Regions from separate parts of the Mus musculus genome. Here all the other regions are linked to region 2. The links are chromatin contacts, called in public Hi-C and HiChIP or PLAC-seq maps. All regions are on one chromosome and are shown on one strand. Each heading gives the region's core, a stretch centred on a gene start, on an enhancer-like site or on the middle of the called end of the contact. The rest is flanking DNA. Distances are from core to core; before and after follow the strand shown. Region 1 has its middle 53 kb from the start of Prlr. Region 2 overlaps Capsl (calcyphosine-like). Region 3 overlaps Prlr (prolactin receptor). Region 4 has its middle 100 kb from the start of Prlr. Region 5 has its middle 11 kb from the start of Gm41269.

Evidence for each region. HiChIP or PLAC-seq counts read pairs in DNA pulled down with a chosen protein or histone mark. A called contact is a pair of places that touch in the nucleus more often than the background predicts.
Region 1: a RAD21 HiChIP or PLAC-seq map of pro-B cells shows a contact between it and region 2, with 12 times the contacts expected there. The contact joins two enhancer-like sites. A contact is called at or near these places in 1 of 15 datasets of contacts at CTCF or cohesin (pro-B cells), 1 of 484 Hi-C or Micro-C datasets (bone marrow-derived macrophages) and 3 of 115 datasets of contacts at active chromatin or transcription factors (embryonic stem cells and large pre-B cells).
Region 3: a contact with region 2 is called in a RAD21 HiChIP or PLAC-seq map of pro-B cells, with 11 times the contacts expected there. The contact joins two enhancer-like sites. A contact is called at or near these places in 2 of 15 datasets of contacts at CTCF or cohesin (large pre-B cells and pro-B cells), 5 of 484 Hi-C or Micro-C datasets (CD4 T cells, cerebellar granule neurons, group 2 innate lymphoid cells and 2 more), 3 of 115 datasets of contacts at active chromatin or transcription factors (embryonic stem cells and large pre-B cells) and 1 of 9 other capture datasets (macrophages).
Region 4: a contact with region 2 is called in a Hi-C map of CD8 T cells, with 2.2 times the contacts expected there. The contact joins two enhancer-like sites. A contact is called at or near these places in 2 of 15 datasets of contacts at CTCF or cohesin (large pre-B cells and pro-B cells), 10 of 484 Hi-C or Micro-C datasets (B cells, the C10 cell line, CD4 T cells and 4 more), 5 of 115 datasets of contacts at active chromatin or transcription factors (CD8 T cells, DN3 thymocytes, embryonic stem cells and 1 more) and 1 of 9 other capture datasets (embryonic stem cells).
Region 5: a contact with region 2 is called in a RAD21 HiChIP or PLAC-seq map of pro-B cells, with 9 times the contacts expected there. The contact joins two enhancer-like sites. A contact is called at or near these places in 1 of 15 datasets of contacts at CTCF or cohesin (pro-B cells), 1 of 484 Hi-C or Micro-C datasets (bone marrow-derived macrophages) and 2 of 115 datasets of contacts at active chromatin or transcription factors (embryonic stem cells and large pre-B cells).

What each region holds. Positions count from the first base shown.
Region 1 is chr15:10,122,498-10,126,532 of GRCm38.p6, reverse strand. No RefSeq gene overlaps it. Among named protein-coding and RNA genes, the nearest start is that of Prlr, 53 kb to the left of the region's middle. Within about 2 kb of position 2,677, at least 10 of the 459 cell types and tissues checked have an H3K27ac peak or open chromatin away from gene starts, as enhancers often do. A contact at or near this core is called in pro-B cells, where this site is marked.
Region 2 is chr15:9,453,914-9,457,970 of GRCm38.p6, reverse strand. Capsl (calcyphosine-like) reads right to left here. Exons shown (of 5, transcript NM_029341.1): 2 at 138-274. The coding sequence starts at 274. Among named protein-coding and RNA genes, the nearest start is that of Capsl, 20 kb to the right of the region's middle. Within about 2 kb of position 2,525, at least 86 of the 459 cell types and tissues checked have an H3K27ac peak or open chromatin away from gene starts, as enhancers often do. A contact at or near this core is called in CD8 T cells and pro-B cells, where this site is marked.
Region 3 is chr15:10,233,636-10,237,755 of GRCm38.p6, reverse strand. All of the region lies in intron 1 of Prlr (prolactin receptor), which reads right to left. Among named protein-coding and RNA genes, the nearest start is that of Gm41268, 33 kb to the right of the region's middle. Within about 2 kb of position 1,600, at least 34 of the 459 cell types and tissues checked have an H3K27ac peak or open chromatin away from gene starts, as enhancers often do. A contact at or near this core is called in pro-B cells, where this site is marked.
Region 4 is chr15:10,072,621-10,077,027 of GRCm38.p6, reverse strand. No RefSeq gene overlaps it. Among named protein-coding and RNA genes, the nearest start is that of Prlr, 100 kb to the left of the region's middle. Within about 2 kb of position 1,882, at least 55 of the 459 cell types and tissues checked have an H3K27ac peak or open chromatin away from gene starts, as enhancers often do. A contact at or near this core is called in CD8 T cells and pro-B cells, where this site is marked.
Region 5 is chr15:10,344,511-10,349,029 of GRCm38.p6, reverse strand. It overlaps a transcript of Prlr not described here. Among named protein-coding and RNA genes, the nearest start is that of Gm41269, 11 kb to the left of the region's middle. Within about 2 kb of position 1,754, at least 16 of the 459 cell types and tissues checked have an H3K27ac peak or open chromatin away from gene starts, as enhancers often do. A contact at or near this core is called in pro-B cells, where this site is marked.

The sequences.
Region 1 (4,035 bases), core at 1,428-3,927, 670 kb before region 2:
TAATTAAATCTCTGTGAGGTGTGGCAAGTATTCCATTTGAACTATGTTAACATACGGGTTCTCTGGCAACAGAAACACGATTGCATACAACAAACATGATTGTGCCTCCCTCTTATTAAAAAACAACTAAACGCTTATTACTAGCTCAAGGATAAAACCTCTGTAAAGGTTTAGGATTGGGGAAAATACAAGTGATACCTTGGAAGGATCCTTGTCCAATGGGGTTCTCGAAACGTCTCCCAAGCTCTCTGTCACATTCTGTCTAGAAAAGAAAAGACACACCCCTGGGTGCCAAGGTGAGATCTTGTCTCAGGACAGTATCCTATTTTTGTGTTGTATATGTTGAGATGGGAAAATGTCTTCTTTGGATGATTGCTCTTTGACTGAAGTCCTGTGAATTTGCTTCTGATCATCAAAGACCTATGACAGGAATCCAACAAGCTTGGTCTTGCCTAGTAGCTTGGCCCTCAAGCCTCTGTAATCACTTTTCCTATCCAAATAGGGAACTGTGTGAAATTCAGCAGACCTCTTGGGATTTGACATTTCACTGTGTGGATAATATGTCTGTTGGCATCAGAAATGGAAAAACTAATAATTCTTATTCAACTCTGAAGCCAGAAAGAAACAACTATTTTTGACTATGTCAGTTATTACATCTTTGTATCACAGAAATGATATTTAAATTACTGATTTTTGTCCTAAAGTCACAATCCACGGTGTGGTAATTTGAATGAAAAAGGCCCCAATAGGGCCTTGGGGAGTGGCACTATTAGGAGGTGTGGCTTTGTTGGAATGGGTGTGCTTGTTAAAGGAAGTGTCACTGGGGGTGGGCTTGAGGTATCAGAAGCTCAAGTGAGGCCCAGTAACTCTCTCTCTTCCTGTTGCCTGTGGATCTGAATGCAGAACACTCAACTACCTTTCCAGTACCACGTCTGCCTGTGTGCTGCCATGCTTTCCACCATGACAAGAAAGGACTGAAACTCTGAATTGTGAGCCAGCCCCAATTAAACCTTTTCCTTTAGAAGACTTGCCATGGTCATGAATCTATCCACAGCAATAAAACTCCAACCAATTCAGAAGTTAGTATGAGGGATATTATGATAGACATAAGCCATGCTTTTGTTTGGAAGAGTATAGAACACTTCGGTATTTTGGACTAAAAAGTGGTTGAACACTTAAGTAGGACTTAAAGGGCCATACTACTAGGCGCATGGAAGGCAGTTGTGCTGAGAGTGAGTCCAATTACGGGGCTCAGCTCAAGAGGTTTCGGAGGAGAATAACATTGCTATGTGGTCATCTTGTGATATTTTGGAGAAGAGTGTGGCTGCTTTCTGGTCTTTTCCAAAAAAATTATACCTGAAGCTAAAATGAAGAGTTAGGGATTAACAGCTTAGGCAGAAGAGACTCCCAGACAGACTACAACTGACTGTATTGCTTGGTTATTAGTGGCCACACTTATGCAGCTCTATAGTGAAAAGAGCTAGCTGAGCAAAATAAAATGCAAACATAGGGTTTGAGGAGAAAGGGGCACCAGGGACTATAAAGGAGCTAAGTCCTGTATTCAAGGAGCTAAACAGACTAAAGGACTATCGGATGCTAAGTGGAATAAAAGGCATGATGACCTTTGGACAAGACCTCACCAAGGTAAGCTTCCAACTTGTGAAAGGAATTTAAAAAAATTTAGGTATGGCAGTGGTGGCACACACATTTAATCACAGCATTTGGGAAGCAGAAGCAGGCAGATCAAAAGCAGCCTAGTCTACAGATCAAGTTCTAGGACAGACGAGCTTTAGCTGTGAAGGAAACCATGAAAAATAGAAAGCTGGTGAGAATGTGTTTGAATGTGAGGACCAAGTTCTAGCCCCCAAAGCATCAGAACGTGGCAGCCTTGGTTACATGGGTTCTTGGTTTATTGTCAAGGATATAAGAGATACAAGAAGGGAGTCATGGAGTCTCCCTCTGTGACTAAGGAAAGACCCTAAGACTAGGCTTTGGCAGGTTTGTCCCTGCATGGTGGCCCAGAGAGGCCATTGCATGAGGCTGTAAAGGTAAAGTCTGGATTTACCATGGAGATCCCAAGATGTTGGAGATGCCAGAGTAAAACTGCTAATAGGGATTGGAAGCAGTCTAGAAGAAGGAAGTGTGTTACAGTCAATAAAGCAAAGTAGTTGGAGATCTGAAGCTTCCACATTAAACATAACGATACAGAGTTTGCAGTTTGCCCAGCTGGCTTTCGGTCTTGCTTTGTTCTATATTGACCCATTATGTTCCCTTCCCTCTCTTTAGGAATGGTAATGTATATCACTGGCCATTATATATTGGAAGTATGCGATCTGCCTTTTCATTTTGATTTTACAGGGAATTACAGTTAAGAGATTGCATGAGTCTATGAAGAGACTTTAAACTTTGGGCTTTTAAACAGTGCTGATATTGTGATAGCCTATAGGGACTTTTGAAGTTAGACTAAGTGCATTATGCATTTTGATATGGCTACAAGGTGTGGGGACCAGGGAGTAGAATGTGGTGGCTTGAATGAAAATGACCTCCATAGGCTCATAGGGAATGGTGCTATTAGGAGGTGTGGCCTGGTTAGAGAAAGTATAGTCTTGTTGGAGGAAGGATATAACTGTGGCTGGGTTTTGAAGTTTCAGAAGCTAAAGCCAGGCCCAGTGGCTCACTTCCCCTTCCTGTCTACTGATGCCTGCTGATCCAGATGTAGATCTAACTCTCCAGCACCATGTCTGCCTGCATGCTACCATGCTTTCTACAATGATAATAATGGTTTACATCTCTGAACTATAGGCCAGCCCCAATGAAGTGTTTTCCTTTACAAGGGTTGCCTCCAAAACCCTAAGACAAACAACTTTCTCAAGAGAAAGATTTTGAGAGCGTGAATGTGTGTGTGTGTGAATGTGTATGTTTGTGTGAGTACACATAAAGACACACATTTAGGTATATAGTTATGAGATTCATTTTCCATTAGTCCAGAGTTTGAAAGTCCACAGGAATAAGAGTAATATGGAAATTATGTCAATAGGAAAACATGAACTCATTGAGGGAACTGAATGTATTGTGGTCCTGGTCCCTAAAAGTGGACTTGGAGATTGAGTAATGAATAAGTTATAGTTTAAAACTAATTGATGTGAACTGTTTCTGCTCCCCAGGTTTATGGCAACTAGAATTTAGCATTATTACAGTTCACTGGAACATTTCAGTTATTAGGCCATACATGGACTCATGTATAAAAGACCCTTAGTCGTCAGTTCTCAAGGATACATTGGGACAGGTCACTAATATATATGTAACAAAAAAGTAAAGAAAATTCTGTTTTTCTTGCAATTCATGTTTTAAAACAATTATCGATGAGGAGGGTAAGGCTGATAATAGGAGAAAGAGAGACTAATGAGTGTAGGAATAATCAGAGTGTATTATATTAATTTATGCGATCTATGTCAAACAACAAAATCTCTGTTTCTGTCTCTCTGTTGCTCCATCTCTCTCTCTCTCTGTCTCTCTCTGTCTCTCTCTCTCTCTCTGTCTCTCTCTGTCTCTCTCTCTCTGTAATATAATGCTTAAACATACACCTTAATCACCTAATGCTGTCTGTCATTTCTTCGTCTTTCTTAGTTTCTAAAGAAATTCATACAGTGACGTTTGCTTGTACTTACCCCTCTTTATATTCCTCTCATAACAACCCCTTTCTTACCCACCCAGCTCTATGCCCTCTTTTAAATTTTAAGCCCATTAAGTACAGCTGATGCTGTCCACGTATTCTTGCATGTGTGATCTTTCACTGGAACATGGTTGATTTCCCAGGGGCCACACCTGAAAGAAAACCAACTGTTTCTTTCTCTAAAGTTATCAGTTGCCAATATTTCCTTAGCTTGGGGTATGATGTCATGCCCAACTCTCCATGTTGTGATTTTTTTTTATGTCTTGAGTTTGCACAGTCCTTGTGCATGAGGTGTCTGCTTCTGTGCGTTCACATGTATAAATGCCCTTCTGTGCCTAGAAAATGCTGTTTCCTTGTGATCA
Region 2 (4,057 bases), core at 1,276-3,775:
GCCATGTTCCTTGCCATGGTGATCATTGACTCTAAGCCTCTAGAACCATGAGTCCCAAACTAAATGTTTTCTTGCATAAGTTGCCTTGGTCATGTTTTGTTATTGCAATAGAAATAAATAACAAGACACCATCTTACCTGCCAAGTCCTTTGATGCCTGCAGAACCTCTGGCCAGGCACTGCAACCGAAGTCTTTCAATAGGATCAGTAGCTGTGGAGAGCTTTTTCTTGGATTGGATTGCCATCTCCCGGTCATGGCGCGCTGTCCCTGCCATCTGGTGGGAGAATCCACAGCATGTTAATGGAGTTTACACCCTACTGCCTACCTCTGGCTGGGCAGTTGACAAAAGGAAACTTACAGCTTTCTGTTCACTCCCCTCCAGGGTCCAGTCTCAACCTTCCCAGAATTTGGCATTTTTGACTATCCCAATTGTGCTCCTGGTATATTTGCAATTTATCAAGTTACAAAGACACCCACTTCCTTCACTGTGGACAATAAGTAAGCACACAGCCATTTCCCAATATGCTTTGATTCTTCCAAAGCCTTCCTTCCCACCATACAAACAGGTCCTTATAGAGAAGGGAAAGGTGTCAGGTAAAGGGACATAAGAAAGAGTTCAGAAGCTGCTAAGGATGCTAAGTTGAAACAAATCAGAAGGTGGGTACACATGGAAGTGCCAGAAGCCATTTATCCTGAAACTTTTTTTTTTTTTTTTTGAGACAGGGTTTCTCTGTGTAGCCCTGGCTGTCCTGGAACTCACTTTGTAGAACAGGCTGGCCTCGAACTCAGAAATCCGTCTGCCTCTGCCTCCCAAGTGCTGGGATTAAAGGTGTGCGCCACCACTGCCCGCCTGAACCATTATTTAATAGTAAATTTCTCAGCATTCACTTGTTTGAACAAATTGTGTGTGCTCTATATTATTTTTATTTATAATGCTCCATATGCCTTTGACTCAACATTTAAAATTCTCCAACTTGGATTAAATGCTAACCTCTGTTGCTTTTGTTTTCATTGTGTTTCTCAATATGAATGCTACTGATGCTTAGCAGTAACTCATATATTCCCTTTAGGAGGTTAATAGCCTCAATACCTAACAAGGTTTATAAGAAAATTGATAAACCAATTCTCTCCCCCTCTCTGTCTCTGTCTCTGTCTCCATCTCTCTCTCTCTCTCTCTCTCTCTCTCTCTCTCTCTCACACACACACACACACACACACACACACACACACACACTCACACCTTTCTCCATTTGTTTTTGTTTGTGTAATAAATATTCAGATATAGAAGAAGGTAACCTGGGCAGTCCAGACTTAGTTCGCACAGCTCTTACTTCAGTGGAAAAAGCCCAAGACCAAAATCCTAGAGACCTGATTTCTGACAATATCATGATGTCACTGACATCACACCCCACACTAAAGTGTTTCTGAATCCAAAAGACCCTTTGAGCACAACATATGTCAGGTTGGACTTGGCCTACAAAGGAGTCCTTTAAACCTATTCATGGTGAATATGAGCTTACCCCCCAAAGTCTCCACTATTCACTGCTTATGACAATATGGACCAGAGAACACACAGCACCAGGATCTGCTCAGCATCTGATGAGGGACACAGCAGGCATCACATACCACAGCAGGAGCATGCTAGCTCCAGGACCCTTTGCTCTTTTGTCAAGCCATACTATAGTCAATATGGAGATCCCACCTGTAGACTTCCTTTAACTTTAATTTTTATCTCAGAGATCCTACTCAAAAGTGCTATTGATGCATGAAAGGTGGGTGCACATTAGGAACAGGAACCAAAGTATAGATTGGTAAAATAACTTTCCTGCAAGTGGCCTCAAACAGCAGACATTGGACTTTTGAGTCTTAGCAGAACTCTTTCTCTTCCACCATGTGTATCAGCATGTAAGTGAATTTTTCTGGCACTTTCTTATGCAAAATAAAAACAGAGTTTGGGAAGAGCAGATACTGGGAATTGGGACTCTGCCTACTTCTGCCTTCTGAGGCCAATTCTACCAGGGATGATGTAAGCTGATATCTCTGAATATGACTTGATAAATTCAGGGGGGAAATTATAGCCAAGCATGGTGTTTGAAATGCCCATATTAACCATCCTTCTCCATAATTTGGTCCCTCAACTCATCGACAAACAACCAATATTTACTACGTTATGTCCTCTTTTCAATGTACCATCTCAGGCCAGGAGGAAAGAGGGGTACCTGAAAGAACCACGCTCTTAATTTGAATTCTGAGGCCTAATATTAAAGCAGAACAGGACAAAAAAAGTTTTCAGGACCTGGGGTTTGAAAGAAAGGCAGGATAGAGTCCTATTTCTGATAAAGAAATACACACTCAAGAGATCTGAGGTTTCAATGGCACATGCAGCCTCTGGATACAATATCATGATGTCACTGACATCACACCCCACACTAAAGTGTTTCTGAATCCAAAAGACCCTTTGAGCACAACATATGTCAGGTTGGACTTGGCCTACAAAGGAGTCCTTTCTGACGCATGTGACCACAGCACCACCATGTGTTGGCTCAGCATATGTACAGTTCTCTCATCAGAGGCACAGTTCTGTCCATGTCTTCTATGGATGTCTGAGAGATTCATTACCTCTAACCAGTTTGCTAGGTGTGGGGCAACGGAGGACACAGATGGCCTGGAATCCCCCTCTAGTTCCATGACCGAGCTATCCAAGGACGCAGATATCACAGCCCAGCACACGGACTTTCTGAGGTGTCACAATGCCTACATTTTACTCATAATAGAAGGTAAAAGTTATCAAGGCTAGAGCTATGAGACTCTGACAAGGCAGAGCACCATATATTTTAGACGATTGCTGTACCACATGCTTTGGACAAAGCAGAAGAGTAAATAACATAAGTGGACCAATCTTTATTTTCATTCCCTTTGTATGTGTCCATGGACATGTATGTCACATGTGTAAGGGTACACAAGGAGGACAGGAGAGAGCTGGACGCTCTGAATCTGGTTGTGGGTAGGTTTGAGCTGCCTGACATGAGTGTTGAGATCTGACCTAGGGTCTTCTGGAAGGGCAGCAAGTGGTCTGAACTGCTGAACCAAACCATGGAAGGCTGGTGGAGACTGAAAGGAAGTGTTGGAAGGAGAGATGGGGAAAGTATAAAACCAGCCAGGTAACTGACTTCCAATTCAAAGGAGCTTAGGATGAGACTAAGGGATGAAGGTGGACTACAGTGCTTACAAAAAGGAAAGAACAGTGATGTAGAGAACCCTGTGGGTGAATTGAAGAGAAGGTACAGAAGATAAGGTGTGCGACCAAGTGGAGCCTGGTGCATCCAATATGACAGCTGGACCCTTTGGACAGTGATGAATTCATTTAAAATGGCAAGTGACTGAACTGGGAGTTTGAGGGGAAGGGAAGACTAGGGTTACAAAGCTGTTGATTGCCTCTACCTCTCCCTACCCTCGCCCAGCTACACACACAATGGCAAGTGAAGGGGATATCCACAGAGCAGCAGAAGGCAGTGACTGGGAGATCTGGAACAGAGGCTGAGTGGAGTAGCCAGCCACAAAGGAGACTGGTGCACTGGGGCCAAGCTGGCTTGCTCACTCCATCGCTCTTTTGTACAGTTGGCTGCTGCCCCTGACAGAGTTCTCAGCCAGGATTTCCAGCGTTCTTGTCGGATGAGATGTGGAAAGTTGCAATTGCAGGGATCTGCTTCTGAGAGCATGTCTTTTTCTTGTTTTCTTTTCTTTCTTTCTTTTTTTTTTTTTTTTACAATAAAGATAAATTTATTTTGACTATCACGTGAAAAGAGAAAAGAATGATATGTGTCATAAGGAATTTTTTAAACATACAGAAAGATAGATGGACAAATGAATAGATGAATGGATAATAGATAGATAGATAGATAGATAGATAGATAGATAGATAGATAGATAGATAGATAGATAAAAGAGACAGAGACAAATGTGTCTTCCTTTTATCTTTACTATTTTCCTGCTCAAGAAAGCAAACATGTGTCCTTTCCTATAACCTCAGATTTTTTTCTTTTATTTAAAGTTCATG
Region 3 (4,120 bases), core at 351-2,850, 780 kb before region 2:
TGGGAATTGAACTCAGAACCTCTGGAAGAGCAGTCAGTGCTCTTAACCGCTGAGCTATCTCTCCAGCCCCAGTACATTATGGTTTTGAGCATATGTGCCCATCACCCATCGTTTCTCTTCCTCTCCTGTCCCTACTCCACTCCTGTTAGTTTCCCTAGATAGTTCACTGTAATCTCACGTCATTGGAACACACATGATTTGTATTTAAAATGACCATAACTGAATATGATCATGGTAAGTGAATTAAGCCAGTCTCACAAAGACACCTATTTTTTCTAAATAGCCCTTAATTTATATATTTAAACGATCCTTCATTATCTAAAAAATGCAAAACAATTTTTGTTTGTGATGCAAATAATTTCATCTAAGTAGGAGCTTTGAAGAACCAGGGCTTCTTGAGCCAGAACAATGCTATACTGTTCACTAAGCTATGACAATGTTGCAAGCAAACTGTTCTGTCTTTGTGTGTATGCACGTGCACCTGAGTGTGTGTGTGTGTGTGTGTGTGTGTGTGTGTGTGTGTATTGAACCCCAGACACAGCAATCAGATTGCTTTGCATGAGGGCTGCCATCAGCTTAGAGGAGTGAGCTTTCAAGACTTGCAAACCGGCAAGGAGGTAAAATACAAACCTCATGATTTCAGCCTGTGTGCCTGCTCTGTGGAACTCCACAGAGGCGCTCTATCTCAGAGTCACTCAAAAGGCTCAGAGCAGGATGTGGCAACCATCCATCTACCCAAGTCTGCAGTCCCAATTGGGGCCGGGCTGCAGCTGGCCAATGTTTGTGCTCTCCCTTAGCCCCTCCTTCTTCCACATTTCCTGTTTCCTGTTCTGAATTATATGGTCTGCACCTGAGTCCTACTGCCTTCTGATTTCCACTGTAAACTAAAGGTGTAGAGAGCCTTGGCAGGAAGGAACCCTGTGTAGGGGTTGGGAGAGGTGAGCCTGGGTTATATCCCTCCTCCTGCTGCCTTAATGCTGGTTGCCCTAAGCTGACCAAGGCAGCCGGTTCTATAGAACGCTCCCTCCAGGGGTTGTGTGGATGGCCCCTATCCTCTGCCCAGTCAGGATTAAACTGGTCCTAGAACCTGACAGTTGCTCACCACTGTCAGTTTGATATTTTATCCAAGTCCTTGAATTGTCCTGTCTCCTTTAGAGCACCCTCTTTATGGGTCACCACTGTCCCTTCAAAATGGTGGCAACAGGTGTTCCCTTTCCTCTGGGTCTCACTATCATGATGGGGACTGGAGACTTGAGGCCTTCCCCCCCCCCCCCCCCCCCCCCCAGCTACTGATGGTCTGGAAGCTCCAATGTGATTGGCAGGCTGAGAAAACGGAGTTACTGGTTTGGGCATAGGATGCTGCTTGCCTTGCCTTAGACCCAGATCTTGTTCCCTGGGAAACTAAACTCTTTCAGCACAGCCCAGTGCTGGAGGGCAAACAACTCTTGCAGAATCACTCAGGGGGGAACACACTCCTGAAGTCTGTGGCTCTTTATTTAAGGGAAGCATTGGGCAATGAACTGCACAGACCTGCAGGGTCTCCTGCAAGGATGCCCTTCCTGGTCCGAGGCTAAGTGCTTCCTGCTTCTCTTATATATTTGGCAACAGAAACTTTCTGCCCTCTTAGCTCTTCAAAAGGGCTTGTTACATCCGGCTGCAAACCACGGGGACTGATGATGCTGTCACAAAAGAAGCTGTTGCTGTGCATTTTGTAAAAGACGGGTTTTGAAATCTTTCATCCTTATGTTACACGTAGCTTACTGTTTACTGTTATTTTTTTTTCCTGCTGAAAATTTTATTATTGGGGGAAAAAAACCCCATGATTAAATTGTCCATATATCCTACAATAAGGGGTCCCTTGCTTTCCTTTCCTAACGACTGTGATGTGAACATTCCTGAGCCTCCTGCCAGATACCAATACACACACTGCTTTCTTGCAACATCTACCATTATGCCTTTTACATAGGACTTTTTTTTTAAAAGATTTATGTATATGAGTATACTGTAGCTGTCTTCAGACACACCAGAAGAGGGCATCAGATCTCATTACAGATGGTTGTGAGCCACCATGTGGTTGCTGGGAATTGAACTCAGGATCTCTGAAAGAGCACTCAGTGCTCTTCACTGCTGAGCCCCACATAGGGTTTTTTTTTCCTCCTTTTTTTTTTTTTTTGAGTCTCTCCTTGCTGTCCCATATAGGCCACTTCTTTGGGACTCCTTGACTCCTGCTGCAGAATTGTTTCATGAGCTGTTCTGAAACCTACCTGCTTACCACTACCCTTGTAAATTCTCCTAGGATGGGTCATTTGTCTGTATCTTTCATCTTTAGCTAGGAATTATGGGGAAGAAATCTACCCTGAGTACCACCAGAGCTCTAGTGACTTGCCTAGTCTGGAAAACACTTCTTTTCTGATCCCAGGTATGTGTGAATCATACTCTCAGAGGGTTGAGGGTAGATCTGACGTTGTCAATCAATGTCATAACGTCCGCTCATACGCACGGGGTATAATCCAAAGCTTATTTTAAATTTAGTTTGCATAGGGCAGTAATAAAAGTTAATTTTCCAAGTCTGAAAGAGAAGATGCGTTCTAAAATTGGCATCATTTTTTAAAGTCTCATTGCGGCCTTTCTTAGGCTTCCTTCCATACTTTTCTTGCTCACCTGTAAAAAAATTCATTGCACATGGAAACTGAGAATCCAAATGAAAGGGACTTAAACCCTCAGAAATGCTACTAAGTGAAGACAATTGCTCTAATATTTGGTGTTACATACAGTCTTTAAGAGTCAGTTGTGGCCTTCCATCCAAGTACTAGCTGCATATGCAGCAGAAGATGGCCTAGTTGGCCATCATTGGGAAGAGAGGCCCCTTGGTCTTGCAAACTTTATATGCCCCAGTACAGGTGAACACCAGGGCCAAGAAGTGGGAGTAGATGGGTAGAGGAGGGGGAGGGAAGGGTACAGGGGACTTTCGGGATAGTATTTGAAATGTAAATGAAGAAAATACCAAATAAAAAATTGGGAAAAGGACAAACAGGAATCAGCTGTGGCGGCCTATATAGAAGCTGCACATGTACACACGCGGACGTAAGATGCAAACTAGCTGGAAAGGAAAGGGAGATGACTAGGAATGGGTTACGATCAGACAATGAGGGTTAAAGCATTCACAGTGTGTTTTTCACGAGCCTGAAGAAGTCTGAACTTTTTAATGTATTTTACGTATTACAGTATATGTGTCCTGAACACATACATGTGGCCTCATCTTTATTGGCCTGTGTTTTAATGAACCTTAGTCTAGTCTCTACTGTATTTTGCTAACACACAATTGTCCCCCTATTTTCTTAAATAGATTTATTTATTTATTTATTTTATGCAAGTACACTGTCACTCTTTTCAGAAACACCAGAAGAGGGCATTGGTTCTCATTACAGATGGTCGTGAGGCACCATGTGGTTGCTGGGACCTTGAACTCAGGACCTTTGGAAGAACAATCAGTGCTCTTAAACACTGAGACATCTCTCTAGCCGGTCTCCCTATTTTCTGACTCATCCAAACTTTTCTTACAACGTCTTCTAGTTATATTCTTAATATTCCCCCAAATCAAGGCCCAATTCCAGTGCTTATTTGTGAATCTGCTCTTAACTTCTCACAGTTGACTTCCAACATTGGCCCACTTTTAAACATTGCTTTTTTTCCTTTAAAATTGAGAGTACTCATATAACAGTTACCCTTTTAAAACGTAAAGTTCAGTATTTTTTTAAAAAAATTATTCATCAGCTTCTCATCCATTGTCAAAACATCTGTCGTCAGCCAGACATGGAAGGAGCAGCAGCAGAAGACATATAATCCATCTACACTCAGTTTAGTCTTCTCTCAGCCCCTGGAAACACTACTCTAGCATTTCTCTCTTTGGATTTACCTATTCAGGTTCTATCCTATAGACAACAAATAAGTGACTTTTAGCCTAGCATAATACTGTTGATCCTTATCTGTGTTCTACACTGCATCACTATGTCATCTACTTCATTCTTTTCTGCAGTTGAGTACTATTCCATCATATTACTTAGCACATTTTTTTTCCTTATTTGTTGATAGACATTGAGCTGTTTTTTACCTATGCATA
Region 4 (4,407 bases), core at 633-3,132, 620 kb before region 2:
GGGGCAAAAGGAGTTCTTAGCTTTTCCCAGAAACATTTAATACTCCAAATATAGTGTCCGTGCGAGTATGAGGGAGAAAAACGAGCCTGTTGTAGTTCACCAAATGATGGACTGAGGCAAGCAGACAAACAAAAGCAAACAACAAACAACAACAACAAAAAATTTTGTCTGCCTCTGAAATGTGAAATCCTAGGAGAAAATTCTGCTAAGTTATTGGATTGATTTTGGAGGTAGGGCAGCTTATCCAGCTATCACAAATTTGTCCTGAAAATCGTCGTTTTGCTTTCTTATTCACTATAGAATTGGCTATGGGTTGAAACTTCTAAAGATACAGTTGTGTACAGGGCATGCTTTGGGGTATTGCAGTGGTCCAGGGGAAAAGGATGGGGAATAGGTGACAGGAGGAACTGGGACTCTTCTTCCATGTTCTCTGTTTTCTGAGCTATATTTTAAAATCCCAGGGACAGTGTTGATGTATGGATTAACATTCAGACTCAACCACTGAGTTCCAGTGTGGAGACATTTTCTTTTCTTTTCTTTTTTTTTTTTTTTCTTTTTAGAACACTGACATCTCAGAAATATCTGGGAGCAGGAGAGTCACAGATTGGAAAAATCCCACCCATTCCTATGAAGAGGAAAACCCAGAGAATGAAAGGAAAAGAGAGAGTATTTAGGTTGTTTGGGTTTTATTTAAAATCTACGCCTTGGAGATTTTCTGTGTATCTCCCAGCTGCTATGTATGCTGCACAATACACATTTGCAGTTTTGTCTTACTCCCAACTGTAGAGCTAACAGTGGACAATAGGTGTTATCACAGAGCAGTGCTGTCTCCCCTGACAGCTGCCTCATCAAAGTTCTCAGCAGGGTGCTGGGAGATTGGAACATCTTTCCTTTTGGTGAATGTGGCTCAAAAGAAGGGAAGCTTTACCTGCCTGGAATACCCTGCTTATTAAAGCTTTCTTTAGTGACAGGATGCTACCACCGAAGGACTTTTTAAATTGTTTTCTCCAAGCAGCTTGCAATGCGTAACTAGGCTTCAGCTAACAGGCTTTAGGTTAATTTAAGACAGATGGCTCTGTTGTGGCTGAGAGAGACGATGCTGTTCTGCTCATATCTTATTTCAGTGCAGATCTGTCCTCTGCCGTGTTGATGTAGTCACTGAGGTGACCCCAGCAGGCCTGTATGTCCTTGTTTGGAAACATGCCAACCATCTGTCTAGGGTGGATAATCTTCACGTCACAGGCCTGAGTTCGCACCTTCGCAGTTCATGCAATGCTGATATGGATTTGAAACCTGGAATTTTATTATGAATTAATCAATAGCAGTAGCTTTCATGTATTAAAAACACCCTGCACCCGGTGTAGCAGGTTACATCATATCAGAGCTGAAATGGACCACAGAGCAAAGACTGTTCCACTTTAATATGAATCAATGAAAGATCAGAGAGGGGTGCCACAAACCCAAAGTAACTCAGATTTTAAAATTGAGACAAAACCTCAACTTTCAATTTCGAGTCTTCTACTTGTTTCCCCTTCTTGTTCCCCCAAATGAAGTATATTTACGAATCAATGTCTAACTCTTTGAGGATAAGAAATGGATGTCTGAGGATTTAGTTGGAATAAGAGGTGGGAATAAGCATTTATATATGGGTTGAAAATTCTCTTATGCTAGAGAGAGTATAGTCTGTCCAATAAAAGAAGACAGAAAATGACTTTGTTGAACGACCAAAGGACACTAAAGGACACCTACAAGCCAATCTGTTTTCCAGCTGCTTCTCAGATCCCTCTGTTCCCTCGTCTTTATCATTTTCAGTCGCTCTCCATCCCCAGTGTCACTGCCATGCCTCACTCTGGTCTGCCTACCACCTTTTCGCTTCTCCTCCGTGGTCTTTCCCTCCAGTTCTCACATCCTGTTTTGGGTTTCAGTTTCTTCTCTATTCTGGCGTCAATCATGTTACGATTGAACGAAAATCTAGAAACACCTGAGCATGTTGTCTGAAGCCTGAGAGCATGACAAGGATGTCTCAAGGGCGATTATTTCCCCCCAATTATTTTACCATTAAAAAAAATCCCTCTCTTGTTCTAACAAGTTTAATCTTTATATTATGGTCTTTTAGTAAACTTCCTCAGTTTTTTATTTCCCTTGGAATATTTCCCCTGTGTTTACCTTCTCTTGACAGAAAAGAAAAAGCTGTTTTTCTGAGAAGTCTTTTGCCCCCTGGTTGAGAAAGAGAAAGCTGGTACCTTAAGGTATTATTTTAAAAATTCACATTATAGGTTCACAAAACTATGCTTTATAGAAGTTGTTTTGAAAAATCTATATGTTTTATTGACCACTTCTGCTAGTAGAAAAAAAATCAATTTGAACCATCTTTTGAAATGCTCAGAGATTATATATACTTATTTTTAAAATATATAAAAATAAAAATTTTGGAGAAAAACACAATGATACAATTGCTTGGGAAGATGTAAAAGATACTCAGCATATATTTGATAAAAGAAAATAAAGTGAATAGTATTTATTAATTTAAAAACATCTTTAGATACAAAATACTTGCAGAGAGCATCAAATATTTGTCATAATTGGGAGACTGGTTTGTCATTAGTCCTAGCAACTTATAGGATGACAAAGATCTTAAGTGTTTATGAACATTAAGTGCCATTACTACGTAGGTGAGAGCGTCACCAATGAAAGAAATTTCAAATTGAGGATACATGTTTTAAAGATAGAGGACAAAATGGTAAAAGACCCACTTGAGTACATTTTGTTAAAAGTACATTGTAGCTTATGTTATTTTTGTTTTTTACTAGCTCTGTTTTTACCAATATCTGTCATTGGAAATGGAATAAATGTTCTCTGTATATTGCTTGGGGCTGTTTTCGATAGGACTTTGTGTACACTGACGACCACAGAGGGAGTTTCAGTTGAAGGCCAAAATAGAAATGGCACGGTTTACAAATCTTGTTACATTCATTTTCAAAAGCAATGTAATTGTCTCTTGGAAACTACAAAACAAAACACATTTTTACTATTTATTACTCAAACGTGTTTGCCACCTTTATTCTTAAATGCTACTAATATTTTAGGTTTCTAACTAGTGCACAGAAAAAATATTTAGGGCACAAGATGGAAGAATAAATGCTTGTGTTTGTTATGAGAACACTAAAGCTAATGGGAATAAGGCCCCACCCCCAATGGGCCCAGATGGAAGTTGAAAAATAAAATGATTGTGCAAAATGAAACTCAAGAAGGACTTGAAGGAAATGAGGAATGTGTCACCTGTGTGCCCTTACAAGCTTGGTGCTAAGTCAGCTTGGAAAGGGACATTTTAACAGAGTTGACACTTAGGTACTTCGAAAGTATAAACACATCTTCTTGCTCCTCCATGGTCATAATGATACCTTCGGTGATTTCCATTTGTGATTGATTTTAGGAAGATCAAAACCCTGCATCATAAGGTAGCCACATTTCTAGATTCAAGTCTTCAGTCAAGTGGACCATTCATGGTAGTCCTGGGCCCTGGACACATTTGAAGTTTATGGAACTTATTTTAGCTTTATGAATTGCTTAGTGAGTGTAATAAAATTCATTTCAGGCTCGTCACTAGCATATTCCTTTCTGCCTTAATGAACAAGCCTGTGCACTTTATTAACAAGAAATATTTCAGTCTTTCTTTTGGGAAGGTTCTAGTGGACTGAGGTGAAATTCTAGGTATGCAAACTTGAACCTCATTCCTGGTCCAATTTGTTCCCTGCCTGTCTTTGTGAGTTGGACAATAGGAACTAACTCTAAGTGTCTCATTTTCTCATGTGTAATTGCATAGGTTTGAGTGAAAAATCTAGTAAGATGCTACTTAAAAACCAACTTCACAGTAAGGGCCTACAGCAAGTGCTTCATAAATACCACCTTCGTTGGTTATGATGCACGAGTCATCCATACCTGCTCAGTGGTACCCAGTTTCCTTTATAAAAGAAGTCATGGTGCAATACTGATATCACTAAGGCAGTTGTTTCCTTTCACTTACTGAAGACTCTTTGAGGGCAGAGGCATGGATATTGTCTTACCTCATGACTGATCTCCAGTTGCTCCTAGCAGATACAAGAGCACCTAGCCCACAGAAATTCTAAAAGTTTTCAAGGAACGACTGTTGTCAAATGAGAGTTTGCAGAGGAAAACTTTGATTTGACTTTTAAACATATAATCTGGGCAAGTTGGCATGTGAATTTTTATAAAAACATGTCCTTTCCTAAATAGTGTTCCCTTTGCTACCTACACAAAATAGAGAAGAGAACAGCTTTGATGTGACACTTAGCTGGGTGTGACAGCATCTGGATGGAGGGCCAAGACTGGATGCTTACTTATCATAGGGCTCTGGCTATTTGCACTCCAATCTCTCAGTTCCATAGT
Region 5 (4,519 bases), core at 505-3,004, 890 kb before region 2:
ATAATAGCAACAACATTTTTGTTGTTATTTGTTGTGCTCAGAGTCAATTCCAGGGCATTGGAGCAGACTAGACAAAAGATATATGACTTACCTACACTTTCAGCTCAGGAGCATTTTTGATTTATGTACATGTATGAGATGTGAAATATTTGTCTTTATTTTATTCCAATCCAGAACCATCATATAATGATTAAACCAGCTGCCTAAGAGACCATGCCTTCCAGGTTTCTGCCATTCAAAAACAGATTTCAATGTGTGTGTGTGTGTGTGTGTGTGTGTGTGTGTGTTTTATAGCAGTACCAATAGGAGATACACTGACAAACACAATGAAAATTAGAGAGGATGAAAAGGTGGGGTGGATGGTTTCACAATCCACAGTCTTGCAGGAAGTGCTGTGGTAAGTTTCCCCTGTTCTTGTGCTCTTGTTGAGTATTCAGTGAGGAATATGTACACAGGGAATGACACTGTGGTCAGTAAGAAAATCTTTATTTAAAGAGGTCTAAGAGGATCAATATGGAAGACAGAGGCTTCTTGTGTCCTTTCTATTTTATGTCATCTCACCTATAATTTGCAGGCTTAGAATGCTCTCTCTTCTCCAAATGTTTTCTCAGCATTGGTTTGAACAAGACATTATTGATCCCTTCCTGAGCCTTCTTCAAGTTCTTGTTTGTTAGTTATATCATCCTACAGCCTCACAGTAAAGACATCTTACTGTTTTGGAGGGTATCTTCAGTTTTCTTGTTAAAATGTTGACATTTTTATTTATGTGTATGTGTGTAATGTGTGCAGATGCCCATGGAGGTCAGAAGAGGGTGTTGGATTCCTTGAAGCTGGAATTATAGGCAATTGTAAATTGCCCTACATGGGTGCTGGGAACTGAACTCTGGTCCTCTGGAAGAATAGCAAACATTCTTAATCCATGAAATCTTTCCAGCCTTGAAGGGTATTTTATCATGAGAGACTGTGTCAGAGTCACTTACCAAGCTGAAGAGGCAGGCTACCATCTGTGAGAGCTGTCTTGTCTATCTTTCCCTAGCTTCTCAGCTCAGCCTCCACACTTTCCCTTGGGCTTCATTTCTTATGTCCAACTTGCTCCTAACAAAAAAACGCAATTGTCTCTGACTGATCTTTCAATAATACCCAAGAAATGACTTTTTACCCGAGAATGCCTCCAGGAAGCAATGGTACAAGGTAAAGACGAATTGCTATAAATTCAATATAAATTGTGATCTCTTGCTGGGATCCCAGGCCCATTGTGTTTCCAGGGCTGTAGGGAGCATCTATGTGATGTGGTTGACCAAGTGCTTCAGGATGATACATCAACGAGGGCAGTGGACACAAAGCCTTTCTCAGCACAGCGTTGGCAATGTTGTTATTGGATTGTGGAAGCATTAGGTTTTGACTCCCACAAAGTCTGGCTTATGCTCTTCAGCTCATCCGCACCACTGGTTTTACCTTTGAGACACTAGAAGCTACAATCATCATGACTGGGATTTTTTGGGCAGTTGTTAAGATTTGAGCTTTTGTGAAGCACTGGGTATGAGGAGTTTTCCAGAGTGGGAAGCTAAATAGTACATTTTGAATAATTTGTGCGGAAGTGAGTGATTGTGACTTCTTTTTATTTAAAGGGACAGGGTGGGGTGTTATTCTGATGATTATAAAATGTGGTTTCTTAAGTAGAGAGATGAGTGAAGGCACACTCAAGCCCAGAGAAGCGTGAAGCGAGTGGGAGGGAGACAATCTTCCGCTAGTAACTGCCAGCGATCACTTGTGGCTTTGGTACACAGAGCGGGGTGGCAGAAGAGAAGTTACCAGTCAGTTACTTATTGAGATGGCTGCTATCAGGAAGGAACTGATGTCTCAGCAGCCACCAGAGAGAATGTTTACAGAAAATTTCTAGAGCAGAACAAATAGAGAGAAAGAGTGCTTCCATGGGTGAAACACTTCAGTGGCTTCTGAGACCCTCTGGAGAGCAGGGTCTGGCTAAGAATAGGGAAAGCTAAAGCTTCAGAAAACCCACACTGCAGTTACAGTTGTGAACAGACAGAGCCTTGTAAACTGAAAAATAAACTCCTCTTTGTGTGTTTGTGTGTGTGTGTGTGTGTATGTATGTATGAGAGAGAGAGAAAGAGAGAGAGACAGGTAGAGAGAGAGAGAGAGAGAGAGAGAGAGAGGACATAAAGACACAGAGGAACAGAAGCATGCAGAGGAACAGAGAGTGACACACAGAGACAGAGAGACACACAGAGACAGAGAGAGACACATGGAGACAGAGCTATCACCATGTGAAATTGGGGGAACAAGGTGGCAGAAGGCTGAGGCTGAGCTAAAAGAAAGCAAACATGAGCTGCTCCAAAACCACAATTAACACTGATCTCATTTGTCACTGAGCAAAATTTAAAGTCTAACCAGGCAGGCATCCTTGAGACTAGATTATTGGCACTGGGAAAATTCTGTCTTGTTCTCAGCATTTGGCCACGATGGTGGTGGAACCCATTTTGAGAGGCTCATATTTGAGTCTGCTGCTTCAGTAGTCAAGTTCCCCTTCATTGTCCAGTTTTTGGAATCGTCCAGGAAGGGCCAGGCGTGGATCCACCTTGTATTTGCTTGGAGAGCCAGTCTAATTATAGGAGAGAGACCGAGTCAGAACCATGCGGGGGAGCTCCTTTCAGTGGGAAGTCAGTAGGAGTCACAGGGTCACTGTTTCTCATTGAGGTCCACCAATCAATGATGCTAACTACCAGGGCTCCACAAAGGGGGATAAGTGATTGTCTATGGGAATGTAGTTAGCTGGAAGTCAGAGACCTAAGGACAGGATACGGTAGTGCTCTGTCGGTGCTGGTTTTCTCACCCGTGGGGCTTACTCTCCTCAAAGGCAGACAATTAAGTGGTAGAAACTAGGAATAACTGGCCAATGGCTTGTGGTTCACCTCAGTCTTGTGTCTGGGAAACTGGATATATGAGAGTAACTGCAGCTGGCTCCGCCCATAAGCCACACCCAGACATAGAAATTACAATGCAAAAATAACAAGTGATATCAAAAATAAGTCAGCAGGGCTCCTTGAAAGAGGGAAAAATTCCACAGTAACTGATTTTAAGGGTATTTTTTATAGCCCCACATGGAAAAGAATGATAAGAATCATCAACAAATCTAAAGAAGACATAAATCCACACCCAGATGAACTAGCAAGATAGGAATAAACTGCCAAGCAAAATGAGGAGGGTGACCATACACGTGAAAGAATTCAACAAGGAGCTTGAAAATAGAAAGACAAATTGAAATTTCAGCAGTGAAAATATTCATAAATCACATAAAAACTCAGTTGTTGGAATCTTCACCAGGGAAGTCAACTGGAGAATAGAACACCAGAGCTGAAAGACAGAAAGATATAAATGTTCAGATGATAATAAGGAAAATGAAGGAAGTAAAAATAGAGACTGCACGAGTTCCCAGCCACCATTCAAAGTCTGAATGTGTGGGTCATAGAGAGAGAAGAAGGAGACGAGGGGAGCAGGTGCAAACTAAAGAAGCAGGAAACATTTTAAAGAAAATGACAGAAGAGAGTTCCTCAAATCTTGGATAGGACATGGGCATCTAGGTAGGAGAGGCTATGAGAATCCGGGACACGTGGATTTATATGTAAAACTGCTCTCTCCTGAAGCCTTCCATAGTCTTTTCTCAGTCTCTGTCTTTAGTGATTTGACCATAATTCAACACGGTTCTTCTGCTCATCTTTATTTCTGGTTCTTTCACAACCATGAGAATATAGGAAAGACGGAATCTCATTAGAAGAGTAGATAATGAAGAGAGAAAGGGGTCAAATATCACGAAATAATCAACAAATGGCAGGAATTAGTATGTATCCTCCAGTGATAACTCGGATGTTAATGGTGTCTTGTTTCTAATTAAAAGATCCAGACTAGTGTATTTGATTAAAAAAAAAAAACCCAAACAATCCCTCTCCAAACAGTAGAGAAAAATTATTAGATTGTCTGCTACTTGCTAGATGTCTACTTAATTTGCAAGGAAAAACACAGCTTAAAAGTAAAAGTATAGAAAAGATGTCTCTAGTCAATAGAAACTGCAAAAACATTGAAGGAGTATCTGCACCCACTCATTTCTAACAAAACCTTTAACACACACACATATATATGTAAACATACACACACACACACACACACACACATATATGATGATGGCTATATAATTTCCAAGTCTGGTACTTATGTTTGTTTTGTCTCCTCGGATATTAGTTTTTATCTCAGCACTTTAGCATCCTTTGTGATTCTTTCTGATGAAAGCTGTGCAGGATGTGAGATTTTCTGTTAGCCTAGTTAGAAATGGGGCTCTATGGAATGTTTTCCATAGTTCAGGAATTAGAGTATTAAATTTTCTTGAGTGTGTTTGGTATTTGAATTGATTTTGATAGTGTTACCACTATGTACTCTGGCCTTTAATTCATGATCCCTTTGCCTCAGCCTCCCAGTGCTACATACTACCTTTGCCTTTGGGCCCCTG